Regions from separate parts of the Callithrix jacchus genome. Here region 2 is linked to region 1. A link is a contact called in public Hi-C data. All regions are on one chromosome and are shown on one strand. The core of a region is the stretch at or near the end of the contact, and the rest is flanking DNA. Distances in the headings are between cores, read along the strand shown.

Region 1 (6,376 bases), core at 2,028-4,527:
GGGGTGGGGGCGGTGGCGGGGTGGCGGCAAGACCTCAGGTGGCATGGCCAAGCTGTGGGAGGCCTCAGTTCCCAGGCTGCCAATCGGGCAAGGAGGCAGCACAGCCCCTCTGAGACTTGGACATGATGCTCTCACAGTGGCCCCGACCCACTGAAGATTTAAACACTCCTCCCTCACACCCATTTTCTGGCATCATCTTAGACTCCCTGGCTCCTGCACAGACCTAGGGAGGAGGAGCACCCACTCCAACCTCCAAAAGCAAGTCAGAATGAAGTTTTCTGCAGCCCAGGCAGAGGCGGAGTCAGATCTAATTTGATTTTAATAAAATAAAGAAGGATACTGTTTCCAACATCCCTGAGTCCTGTTATATTTTGCATAAAATGATTCGGTCTGGGCTAGAAGAAAGAGCATTTCAGGATGGATCTGGCTCCATCATTCAATAGCTACAGGACCCTGAGCAACTTTCGGCACTCCTCCTAGCCTGTTTTCTTATTTGTAAAATGGGAATGAGTTTCCCATCTGCCAGGATCCTTCCTGCTCCCGAGTCCTGGCTGCTTTGAGGGTCCCCGCGAATGGAGGCTGTGGAGGTGCTGCCCATGCCGGGGTGTGAGGATCACCCTCCTGTGCCAAGCAGCAGCCGAAGCTAGCCCAGCCTGGCCAGCAGAGGGCACTGCCACACCATGCAGACTGTTCCTGCTCGAAGTCCACTAGCTTTCTGGGATGTACCCAGCAGCACAAGCATGTGGTGGCCAGTGTGCATTCTCCCCTATTCACTGGAGCAGTCCAGATGCCCTGACTCTCGGTCTGCCAATTTTTAGGCACAAATAACATGCCCCCAGGTCCTCTGGCTCCCTTGGGCTCTTTACTCATAGATCCTCAGCTGTGTTGGCACTGTGCCCTTCTGGAAGCCCCTGAGTGGCTCGCACGTGACCCCAAACCAGTCTGCACCCATATGGCACCACTGCAGCTCTGCCAGATATCTGGGTTATCCCACATGGCACCCCAGACTCCCAGCAGCCTCTGCCTGTACATGCATCCCTCCTCCAAGTATTAAAGGTGTGAAGTGGTTGGGGCCAGGAATACCCCCCATTCTAAGGGGTGGGGAGACTCAGCTACAAGTTCTGCAGAGGCCAGACCCAGGGAAGCCAGCCTATCCATGATCAATTCCTCCCTTCTTACTGCTGCACCAGATCACTGGGTCATCCTGTCAGCCCTCAAGCCTAGCTCCCCACAACTATGACTCCCACTTAAACCAATGCTTCAGCTCCCACAGAGTGCCAGGCATTCTCATACCTCTCTTGTCTCTCAATCCCAAAGTAAAATATAAGCAATCACCTCCATGGGGAAACTGAGGCTCGAAGGAAGGTTAAGCGACTTGCCCAAGACCTCGGGGAACTGCAGTGTCAGGACCCACACCCAGATCTCTGGATTCCAAGGGCCATGTTATTTTCACGACACTGTCGTGCCTCTTGGGTGTGGGCATTGGGGGTTTGGGCTGTTTGCGGGAATCAGGATGGCAGCTCTTGCCGCCCAGCGGAGGTGTGGGAGATCTGCTATGTGATCTCAGGCCTGGCATGGCCCATGCTGCGGTTAGAGTCATGTAGTTCATGGGCAGGCCTGCAGCCCCTCTGATCCCAGAATGGAAACCGTTTGCAGGCTGCTGTTATAGGGCAGCCCAGCCAGAGGCTCACACACCTGAGAGGTCTCTGCCGTTACCTGAGACAGCATGGGCTTCTGGCAGGCCCTGATGACAAAACAATTAAGAGGGCTGCAGGGGGAGGGGTGGACAGAGGAGCCACACCCCCGTGTGCTTGGCAGCAGACGCCAGGAACACAGGGGGACGCCCACATCGTCTCCTGCCTCCTTATACAAATTTTCTGGGGCTTCTCTTTTTCCTACATACAAGTCACCAGTGAGGACAATGTCACCAATCACCCAACATTTACCACCAGTGAAAATTCATTTCCACACATGGGAGACCCTGCTCTGCACAAGAGACTGGACCAGGCCTGTAGGGTTTTGGGGTTTTTTGGTTTTGTTTTTTAAGATGGAGTCTTGCTCTGTTGCCCAGGCTGGAGTGCAGTGGCACGATCTCAGCTCACTGCAACCTCTGCCTCCTGGGAAGCAATTCTTATGCCTCAGCCTCCTGAATAGCTGGGACTACAGGTGCGTGCCACCATGCCTGGATAATTTGTATTTTTAGTAGAGACAGGGTTTCACCCTGTTGGCCACACTGGTCTCAAACTCCTGACCTCAGGTGATCCACCCACCTCGGCCTCCCAGAGTGCTGGGATTATAGGCATGAGCCACCGAGCCTGGCCTCAGATCTGTAGGGTTTTGATGAGGGACAAGACTGAGGGAGAGAAACACATCCCAGACCAGCATGGCTCCAGTCAAAGAGAAGGGAGACTAAAGGCACTGGTTGGGGGTGGAAGTGTTGCAGCTCAGAGGAGCCAGCCTCACTGGAGGGGTGGCCTGGGAGTGGCCTGATGCACAGGCAGGCCCTCAACGAGCTTGGGGTGGGGGAAGGGCTGAGCCAAGGCTGAAGGTAGGAGGGGGCTGCTTGGGCTCTTGGTGGGCCAGAGTGGGAAGTGCTTGAGGGCACTTGGCAAGGCTGGAACTTGGACAATGGGATGAGGCCCAGGTGTGGGGACTCGGTGCCAGGCTGAGGATACCATGGACACATAGCTCACCAGCAGCTCTGGCCACCAGCTCCTCCTCTGTTACAGTTCAGAGTGTGGCAAAGCACCTGCACTGTGAAATGACCTGGGTTCAACTGCTCATTTGTTCAGTTGACTGGCCAGCCAGTCGACAGCTCTGTGACCTTGGGTAGGTAATTAACTGACCTAATTTCTGCCGTTAAAACGGGGTTAAAGCATTACCCCATGGGGCTGCTGTGGGGATTAAATGAATTGATTTTAGGCAGCACTTAGCATGTGCCAGGCTCAACATGGTGCTATCACTATTAATATATGTAAGTACTAACAGCTACCATTTAAGAAGCACCTACAATGTGCCAGGCTTTGAGCTAGCTCCCCATCTATATCATGTCTTTAACCTCCGAGGTAACTTACCACAATCATGCCCATTTTACAGATGAGGGAATAGAGGCCCTTGCCCACAGTCACAGCGTTCCCAAGTGGAGAGCCGGGTTCCCACCCAGGCCTGCCTAACTCCCAAGCCCAGGCTATGAGGAGCCAGCATCCGACAGCTGCGTCTTTCTGAAGGGGAAGGGGTCTGGGCCATGCAGACTGTGTGGTTTATGGACCACTGGATTTCTGAACCCAGCTTTGGGTGCATGTGTGCCTGGCACGTGGGGGCAGGAGAAAAGCTCTGTTCTTCACGCCGCGCCCCAGCTCACCCACTCCACAGACCCTCCTGGCGCCCACACCCAGGAGTCTTGGTTTTAGGCGACACATCGTGATGCCTGTTAAAAGCACAGCAGGGGAAAGGAGCCCTTAAACCGTCCAAATGTGTCCCTTGCCGCGCCTGATTCTCCCGGAGCCCCGGCGCGCCCAGACAGAAGTTGTGTACACAGGATTTTAGTATTTCCTCTCCGGCTCCAGCCCCAATTTGAGGGCCTGTAAAAGCTTGAATGGCGTCCAGTGCGGCGTGGTTTGCCTAAGCTTGGCTCCCGGCGCTGAGTCAAAGCAGCCCACACAGGGACCAGGGCGCCTGCTGGTGGGGGGAGGCGGGGGGCGCCTGCTCTGGGGGTGCGGGGGGCGCCTGCGGGGGCGGGGGGAGGCCGGGGCGCCCACACTCACGTCCAAGCCCAGCCGGCCGCCTTCCAGCCTCAGGGTCTGGCCCCGCTGCCGCTGAGCAAACCTGAAGTCCCGGGATACACTCGAGGCGGTAGGCAAGGGTGGATTGCATGACCCCCTTCCTCCCGCTGTGCCTGGGAACCTCTCCCACTTCGTTGGGGTGGGGACTCGGGGGAGCTCCCTGTGGCTGGGAGGCTGCTCCAGATGTCTTCTCTGAGGCTGAGAGGCTCTTCTAGTCCCTGATTTTTAAACATGCCCCCAGCACCCCTCTCCCTGGCAGGAATCACCCATAACAGTGCCCAGACTGACCTGCTGTGTGAGTCTAGGTACTCACCCTCTCTGTGTCTCAGTTCCCTCATTTGTAAAACAGGGCGGGCTTGGGCTCCATCTCTGGCCCCTGTCAGACCCAGCACCTTGGAGTCTAAGAAGATTGGGAACCCCCTGGGCTGTAAATAAGGTGCTTGTGCTCTCCGGAGGGGACAAAATTTGCTGGGGGTGGGAGGTTCTTCTCCAGGTGCTGTGACATCATGACACCCACAACCAGCCAGTAAGGGGAGGAGTGTGCTTCAGGGTGCAGCAGTTCTAGGGGCAAGTGGCTGGGTGTGAGGGCAACAGCTGGGAAAGCTCTGAGCCCCTCACTCCCGGGAGTCTGGGGTCCCTGGAACCCTGAGCACAGTGGCCTCTTGTCCACACAACCCATAGGTCAGACAGGGCCCAGGCCTGGCACCTGAGGAGTCAGGTAGGCACACTCAGCCATGCTCCACAGCTCTGTTCTGCAGATCCAGAACTCGGAAAACCAGCTGTGTGTGTGTGCGCCTGTGAGCACGGGTGTGGTGTCTAGGGCTACATCTGACCTGAACAGAACTCATTTGGTGACTTGAAGTGACATGAGAGAATTTTAGTCTGTCTTTATCTCACTCCCTGGGAGTATTTATACCTTACATTTGTGAATATTAATTACAGTAATATGAATGTGTTTGATGACAGGGTCTGCCCCACTTCCTTTTCGGGGAGGGGGATTTACATAATAAATACCATAGCCTGATACAACTTTTCTAACCCCCCTTAAAAAAATGCACAACTTCCTGGCCCCAAGGGTTTCTGATAAAAAGCTGTGGCCCAGTGAAAACCGTAAAAGTGAAAGAGGCAGAGAAATGGCCGTGGCAGTGGCTCAGGTGGTTCTTCATGCATTCCAGGCAATGACACTGGGGGATGGGATCTGCTGGTCCCTCAGCCCATCGGGGACATGTCAGATGACTAAGAGTAGTTTAGGGGTTCAAATATATGAATGCTATGACCCACAAAGCACATTTTTTTATGGGTGGCTGAAGAGATTTTTTTTTTTTTTTTGAGACACAATCTCAGTCTATTGCCCAGTCTAAAGTGTAGTGGCACAATTATGGCTCCCTGCAGCCTCAAGTTCCTGTGCTCAAGCAGTCCTCCCACTTCAGCCTCCTGAGGAGCTGGTATGGGCACACACCACTATGTTCAGCTAATTTTTGTATTTTTTGGTAGAGAAGGGGGTCTCACTATGTTGCCCAGGCTGGTCTTGAACTCCTGAGCTCAAGTGTTCCACCTACCTCTGCCTTCCAAAGTGCTGGAAGCCACTGTGCTCAGCCAGGATTCTTTTGGTCTCATTGTGTAGTAATTATAGATTCATAGAAAGGTGCAAGGAAATGTACAGGGAGGTCTCATGCATCCTTCACCTAGACTCCCAATGTCTTGTTAGGTTACCATAGGACCATATCAAAACCAGGAAACTTGGTACAGCCCTTAGAATGGTTCCAGATTTCACCAGATACACATGCACTCTTATATGTGTGTCAGGGCCCCTGTGTCAGCTCAGCTCAGAAAGGGTCAGCAGGAACTCAGTGATGGTGCTTGCGTCCCACTCTGCTTAGCACTGACCACTGCCTCCACCTAGGGCCTGGCTCTATTTAAGAGGACCCCTCTGGGATGGACAGGGATGAACTGGGACCCACTGAGGCATAGGCCTGGAATGGGAGTGAAATACAGTGGGCTTCACGGTGTCAGGTCCAGAAGGCAGAATGTCTGAATTTGTGCCATGTACCAGGAGTTCCTATGGCAGAAAAAATGTCATCTTGCTGGGAGAGCTGGTTCACACATGTAATCCCAGCACTTTCGGAGGCTGAGGCAGGTGGATCGCGAGGTCAGGAGTTCGAGACCATCCTGGCCAACATGGTGAAACCCCATCTCTACAAAAATACAAAAATTAACCAGGTCTGGTGGTGCACGCCTGTAGTCCCAGCTACTTGGGAGGCTGAGGCGGGAGAATCGTCTGAACCCGGGAGGTGGAGGTTGCAGTGAGCAGAGATTGCACCATTGTACTCCAGCCTGGGCAACAGCGCAAGACTCCATCTCAAAAAAAAAAATAAAAAAAAGAAAGAAAGAAATGCCAACTCTGGTCATGTTTGGGGACATGCCTCTGCTTGACAATATCCATTTCCCCTTCTTCCTCGTAAAAACCCAATTCATTTGGAATAGAAATGGGCCTGTCCCACATAGAGGCTCCATGGCTGGTCTATATCAAGCATGACAAGTCTGTTCCCCAGTTCCCCAGCCCCCTTGCATCCAGGATTGGACCATAAGGTATA
Region 2 (6,376 bases), core at 1,936-4,435, 58 kb after region 1:
GGAATGGGGGAAGTAAAAGGAGACCAGGATGAACAATCTCATTTCAAAGTGTACACCCTGCTGGGGGCTGGGGGGAGCACATGATGCTGATACAGATGGCACTGAGGGAAGCATTTGGCCAGAGGGCATTCCAGAAACTGCTGTCATCTTTCCTAACCCACTAGGTGATCTGGGACAAGTCTCCTTCCATCTCTGAGGCTCAGGGTTTCATACTACAAAATGAGTTAATCCAGTTTTCACAGGGATGTTGTTTAGATCAAATGAGACAGAATTGATTGTTGAATGAAGTAAAAGCCAGTGGGCACATGAGATGTAACAGAACACTCAGATGAGTATTCTCTCAGCACACAGAGAGGCAGCAGGGGGGCAGAAGGGCCCAGAACCAGCAGTCAAAGGCCATAGGTGCCAGCCCCGACCTGTTATTCACCAACCGTGAGGCTCTGGGTACATGCCTCCCCCGTCTAGGAGGGGCTTCCCTAGTGGCAAGGTGGGCAAGTGGACAGGCATCTCTGCCCTTCTGTTATCCTTCTGTCCTGGAGAGTGTGTGGCAGGATCCCCCAAGCACTGCTACCCCTACCCAGCAATGCAGGCACAGAGCTGCTGGCTCAGGGTAGGACTGACTGCTCCACTGGGCCCACTGCCCAGGGTTCCAGCTGGTGTGGCTGAGGGCAGAGGCCCAGCCTGATCTGTGACAGCCACTTGCCCCCGCCCCCACCCCACCTCACTCACCACTTTCCCCAAGCCCAAGCAAGACACTTTTGCTCAAAAGTCATAGGGCCTCTTTCCCCAGGGATTCCATTTCCTTTCCATGAGTAGACACAGGCACTACTGCCCCGCCCCACCCCAGCCAACAGGAGGAAGAGGAGAGTGATCCAAAAACAAGATCATGGTTTCTGAAATGTTTTCTTGCTGGATAAAACCCAGAGAAGTTGAGCAAAATTCCTGGAGTCACACTGCAAGTCAGCTGTAGAGCATGCAAAAAAATAAAACAGAAAAACACACACACTTCGAATTAGCCACATCTACCCTAACCCTTCTCTGAGCCCTGTGTCGGGTGGGATAGAACTCACCACCTCCTTCCTAGAGCCCCTTCTCACTAAGAAAATAAGAAGCCTAGAAGCCCAAGCCAGTACCAACCTTGTCTAAAGTGGAATTGTAAACTGCCCCGCCCCACCACGGGTAATTCTTGGGTTAAGCATTCTTCTTCTACCTGCTCAGGGGCACTGTTTGGTGAGGGCAGTCCTCACCAGCCCCAAACTAAAAAGTCCCCAACTCACCCCAGAACTAGACTCTGAAGATGCTCCAGAGAAAATCCCCCAACTAGACGGTCCCCTCAGCACGGTTGCCTGCTTCACCACAGGATGAAAGGAAGGGATCTCAGGGAAAGACTCCCACCAGCTCATTCCTGAGGCCACCCCTGGGGAGAGAGCACAGGCTTGTAGCGCGGGTTCTTGAGGATGCCAGGGCAAGGGGTGCATAGCCCGTTAGAAACCTGAATGTTTGGAGCATCACTGCTGGGAGCTGGGGGCTGAAGAGGGGTTGACCAGCTCCCCTAGACTGCCCCGCCGCAGCGTTCCCGGCCTCACCGCCAACAACAGGAGCCAAGACCCCGACCATGCCAAATGCCTGGAGAAGGGTTGCCCCCTTTCTCCCGCAACCAAGACCAGATTCCCACATTTCCCCTCTCCACTCCGCATGGCGCCCAGGGGACTCTAGCAGGCAAATACTCGCTGCCATAAAAGTGAACTATGAAGGCTGAAGTCAGACGCGCAGACAGCGTTACCCCCAAGGCGGGGGTGGAGGGAGGACTTGGGGGGTGCGGTGCTCGGGCCAGAGATCTCCAACCTTTTTCTCCACTTCGAAAACTATGATCCATACCAACGTTGTGGCAAAGTCACTGCCCCAGGGCTGTCCACATCTGTCTGGGCTCCCCAGGGTCGGACCGGGCTGGGCAAGTTGCCCCTTAAACACACCTCTATCCCGGCCCGGCCACTCGCCTACCCATTCCGGCAGTGGTCCCCGAGCGCAGTGAGGGCTTGCGGCGGGGAGCGGGTACCTGCTTCCTGAGCGCCTCGAAGGCTGCGCTGATGGTGTGCACCCGCGTCCGCTCCCTGGCGTTCGCCAGGAGCCTCCGGGTCTGCTGCAGGGCTTTGATCTCCGAGGAGGCGGCAGTCGCTTCGCCTGGTCGTTTCCTAGGCGACGCAGAGGAATCCGGGTGGTTATTGTAAATTACGTGTGAAATTGACGAGTAGGAACTTTCCCCGGGGCGCGCGGGGGGCGGGGGGCGCACTGTGGACTCCGGGGGCGCTGGCGGCGCTGGCGGCGCTGGGGGCGCGGACGGCTTGGGGCGCGCTGGCGGTGCGCACAGCAAGATGCGGGGACGCAGACCCGGCTCTCGGAAAGGCTGTGTCTCTGCGCCCCCAGGTGCCAGGCTCTGGGGCACAGGGGGAGGTGGCGTCGTCGTCGTGGGGAGTCCTGGCCCCACTGCGCCCAGGGCAAAGCCGCGTTTCCGCGCGTCGGAGACCTCAGGCACCCGGGAGCCCCCGTGCTCCCCGGCTGTGTCCGCGCCCCCTCTTGGAGGAGCGGCCGGCGCCACTGGGGCTGGCACCGGCACCGGGACCGGGACCGGCTGCAGCCGATGGGTCCTGTCCCGCAGCCCGTTGGTGGCGACGGCGCGGGGCTCGGGAGCTTCCAAGTCCAATCGGAAAGTTTTATAGCCGTTCGCGCGCCGCGCCGGCTCCTTGCCTTTCCGCTTGAGCTTCTTGAGGCCGTTCAGCTCTTTCACGCACACGGTCTTCCACGGTCCGTCCTCGAGGACCGGGATGTGCTTCATGGCGCGGGCGGCGCGCGAGGCAGGGGCGTGGGGCTGCCCGGGCCGCCGCCGCGCTCAGCGCCGAGGAGTCTCGGCTCTCCCCCTTCGCCCGCCTCCCCCTCCCTCTCTCCCTTTCTCCCCCTTGCCCGGGGCAGCTGCGCTGCCGGCTCCGCGAAGCCGCCGGGCTGTCCGTTCCCGGAGCGCTCAGAGTGTCATCTGAAGTCGCTGCCGCCTTGCCAGCATTTCTGGAGAACGCCCGCTGCGCTCCATCTGTGTTTGTTTAGCCTCAGTTTACACAGAAGCCCAGTTCGCGAGATCAGTCAGCGCCGCCGTCCGGAGAGGAGGCAGCTCCCGCCGCCACCGCCTCCCCAGCCCCGGCCGCCCGAGCCGCGAGAGCCTTTAAAGAAACAGGAAGCATTTTTCAAAACAGCTGGGCCGCCGGCCGCCTCCTTTGTCCGCGTGCTCCCTGCCTCCCCCCACCCCCATCCCCTCGGCCCAGAACCTGCCTCCATCGGCTCTCCCTCCCCTCCCCTACTCAAGTGTGGGACGCTTCTGGGTTCCCAGAGGACCATCAGCTCCTGCACAGCCTCCCCGAGCAAGTGATTTAGAGGCCCCTTGGCCTTTCCCCAAATCACAGCGGGGCCTTCTCTCCCAGGCCTCGTCGGCCTCTCAGTGACACAGCTCCGACCTGGCCCACCCAGTACCTTCCCGCCGGTCCCTCCGCCCCAACTCGCCAAGCAACAGAAAACCGGGGAAGCGGGGACTTCTGCGAGGGACCGATGGGGAAGGGGGAACTCCAGAGTTGCCCGACCCTCAGCCGCGTGGCACGGCAGCCCAGTCCACTATCACTTGCTGGAGAGGGAAAGCAAGAGGAGCAGAGGGCTTAAGACAGGGAAACTGAGTCTCCGAAAGCTCCAAAGTCACACAGCAAGTCACAGAGGCAGAGGAGGGTGGAAGCTTCGGATTTAGGCAGACCTAACGTCTGTGAGCCTCTACAGTCACCTCACACCAGGCGCCCTGCTAAGCCCGGATTTACTCATCTATGAAATTAGAAATTCGGAAAACACCAACTTCTAAGTCACAGCATTGCTCTGAGGAAGTAAAGCACCAGGCACATAGGAAGGGGTCGTCAAATGGGAGCTGTGGTTGTTACTATTATTATTATTATTTATCGAGGCAAAATAGCTCCTTGAGGCAGACTTCCTGGGCTCAAACCCCAGCTCTGCCACTCACTGTGTGACATTTGGAAAGACACTTAACCTCTCTGTGCCTCCCTTTCCTCGCCTGTAAAACAAGGGTCATAAGCATACCTTCCCCCCGCCAGGAGGCTGTGAACAGCCTCCTGTGTGCATGTATGCACAGGGTACTCATAGCAGTGCCTGGCACCAGGCAAGAGCTTGGCAGATGCCCACGTTTATTGACAAGGGGCAGAGATCTACCCCCCAGACCCTCAGTCCTCTGTGCCACTCCACTGGAGATTCTGGAAAGAAGGGATCCAAGTAGTAGGCCCTCACGTGTCCTCACCAGAGGACCACCTCCTGGCTGCTCCCTTCCGAGGCTCAGAACAGGGCTTTACTCTTTGCTGGTCCCTTTTCTGTGGCTGTTGCTTCTTAAGACAGGTGGGCACTAAAAGCCAGCAAGGTGGTTTGGGAGAAGATGGACCCTTGACCCTGGCCTCGAACTCTGATGAAAACACAAGGGCTCACACTGGAGTGCCTCTCTCCTCCAAGGCAGAATGTCTAGGGGTGGAGGAGGCAGATGGCAGGGTGGCCTGAAGCACGCGAGGTGCTGGGAGGTGGGATGGGAGTCTAAACAAAGCTTCAGAGGCGGCAGCAGGGAGCTGGGCCAGGAGCCCTGGTTGGGCCTTGGCTTTTCAACTCTGGAGCCCCATGACCATGAGCAAGACATTTCCTCCCACCAGGGCTCTACTTTTCTGTCTTTGAGGATATTTCTGTCCAGCCAACTTCTCAGGGTAGCTGAGAAACGACAAAGAGATCATGAATGTCAAAGGACTTTGACATAAGGATTTAAACACACACACACACACACACACACACACTAAGGCACATAGTTTTCTGACTATAGTAAATGCAAAATCTCATTTTCCCACCAAGGTGAGTGCCAGCATCATAAAGCATGTGTTCCCAGAGACCCCCTTCCCAGGACACCTGCGTTTTCCTGCATCTTATCTCTGTCCTGGAGGCCAAGGGTGTGTCCCCAGAGAGGAGCCTTCATTCTCCTGTCATTTCCCTGCTCAACCTCGAACCCTAAAGTCCTGCCCTTTGCTCCCCTTTGCAAAGCACACTCTTCCTCACCCTTTGATGACCAGCTCCAGCCCTGCTCCTCCTGTGAACCTTCCCTGCTTACCACAGCCTCCAGTTGTTCTTGCTGGCCTCTGCGCATGCTTGCTCGTAAGTCCTGCTGCAGCTTAACCTCTGCTGCAGCCCTGTTGGAACTCCTGGGCTTGTGCATTCCTCAAAGGCACACTCTTGTCTTCCTCCCTGTCTCTAAAGCCTGGTGCTCAGGAAGCCTCTGATAAAGACTAACAGCCCTTGTGCCCTTTACAGTCCTGTCTGCAGACTCAATCCTCCTATGCATCCAGCTAGTCAGTGGCAGAGATGGAGGAAAAGCGATGCCCCTTCTACAGAGCTGCTCAGGCACTCTCTGAGCTTCAGTATCTTCCTCTGTAAAATGGAGTGAATTACATCATGCCTCACAGGGCTGTGAGGACTCACAGGCTGCATGTGCAGCATTTGGCATGATGCCTAGAGTCTAGGGAATGGTGACCTGGGGCATCCTGGGTTAGCCAGCTGCCCAGGCCCCCTTGCATCCCAGACTTGGGTGTAGTTGAAAACTGGGGTGCCCGTGGCCAGTTAGTGGATGTTTCTCTAGCAGGATTGAATTTTGTCCATAAAGAGGCCAAGCTGTGTCTGGGAAAATCACATCTTGGTTGAATACCAAGGGATCCACTCGTACTGACCCTGAGCCCTGTGCCAACTTCCCCCAAATAGAGGAGAAGGTCACTGAGATCCCATGAGGCAGAAGGAGGGGAAGGGATTGGATAGGAATGACCAGCCACGCAGGGTGTAGGTAGAGCCAGGCTGCAAGCCAGGCTGCAGGCCAGACGGGCTCCTTCCCCTCACCATGCTGCCTCTCTGTTGGCCAAATGCCAGGGCCCCAGATTTGGAAAAAGGCAAGTTCAGAGGGACCTTCACCTTGCCACGTACCAGCTGTGTGACCTTAGGCAGCTCCCTGACCTCTCTGAGCCTCTGTTTACTATCTGGGCATCATCTCATCTCATGAGATGGAACGGTGTGTGGGGATACAGGCAGCAAACTGTAAAGAGGCCAATTGTCTTGGAGTCCCCGCCATTGCCATTGTCAGTCTACCAGGTTGCAGACCTTCCAGGTCCAGGCTGGCTGTCCACACCTCACCAGCCGAAGGGTCAAACCTGTCTCCCTTCCAAGGGCTCTCACTTCTGCCTTCCTCAGCCTTGCTGAGAATTGGGGCAGAGACCAACTGGGCAGCGCCCCCTGGTGGTATCACACTCAGGACTGCACACAA

The links. A called contact is a pair of places that touch in the nucleus more often than the background predicts.
Region 2: a contact with region 1 is called in a Hi-C map of skeletal muscle, with 4 times the contacts expected there. The contact joins the promoter of ATOH8 here to the enhancer-like site in region 1. A contact is called at or near these places in 3 of 3 Hi-C or Micro-C datasets (induced pluripotent stem cells and skeletal muscle).

The regions. Positions count from the first base shown.
Region 1 is chr14:27,184,339-27,190,714 of calJac240_pri, forward strand. The region is part of intron 2 of ATOH8 (atonal bHLH transcription factor 8); the gene reads right to left. Among named protein-coding and RNA genes, the nearest start is that of ATOH8, 58 kb to the right of the region's middle. Within about 2 kb of position 3,278, at least 3 of the 16 cell types and tissues checked have an H3K27ac peak or open chromatin away from gene starts, as enhancers often do. A contact at or near this core is called in skeletal muscle, where this site is marked.
Region 2 is chr14:27,242,434-27,248,809 of calJac240_pri, forward strand. ATOH8 (atonal bHLH transcription factor 8) reads right to left here and starts at 3,186. Exons shown (of 5, transcript XR_013526417.1): 1 at 2,002-3,186.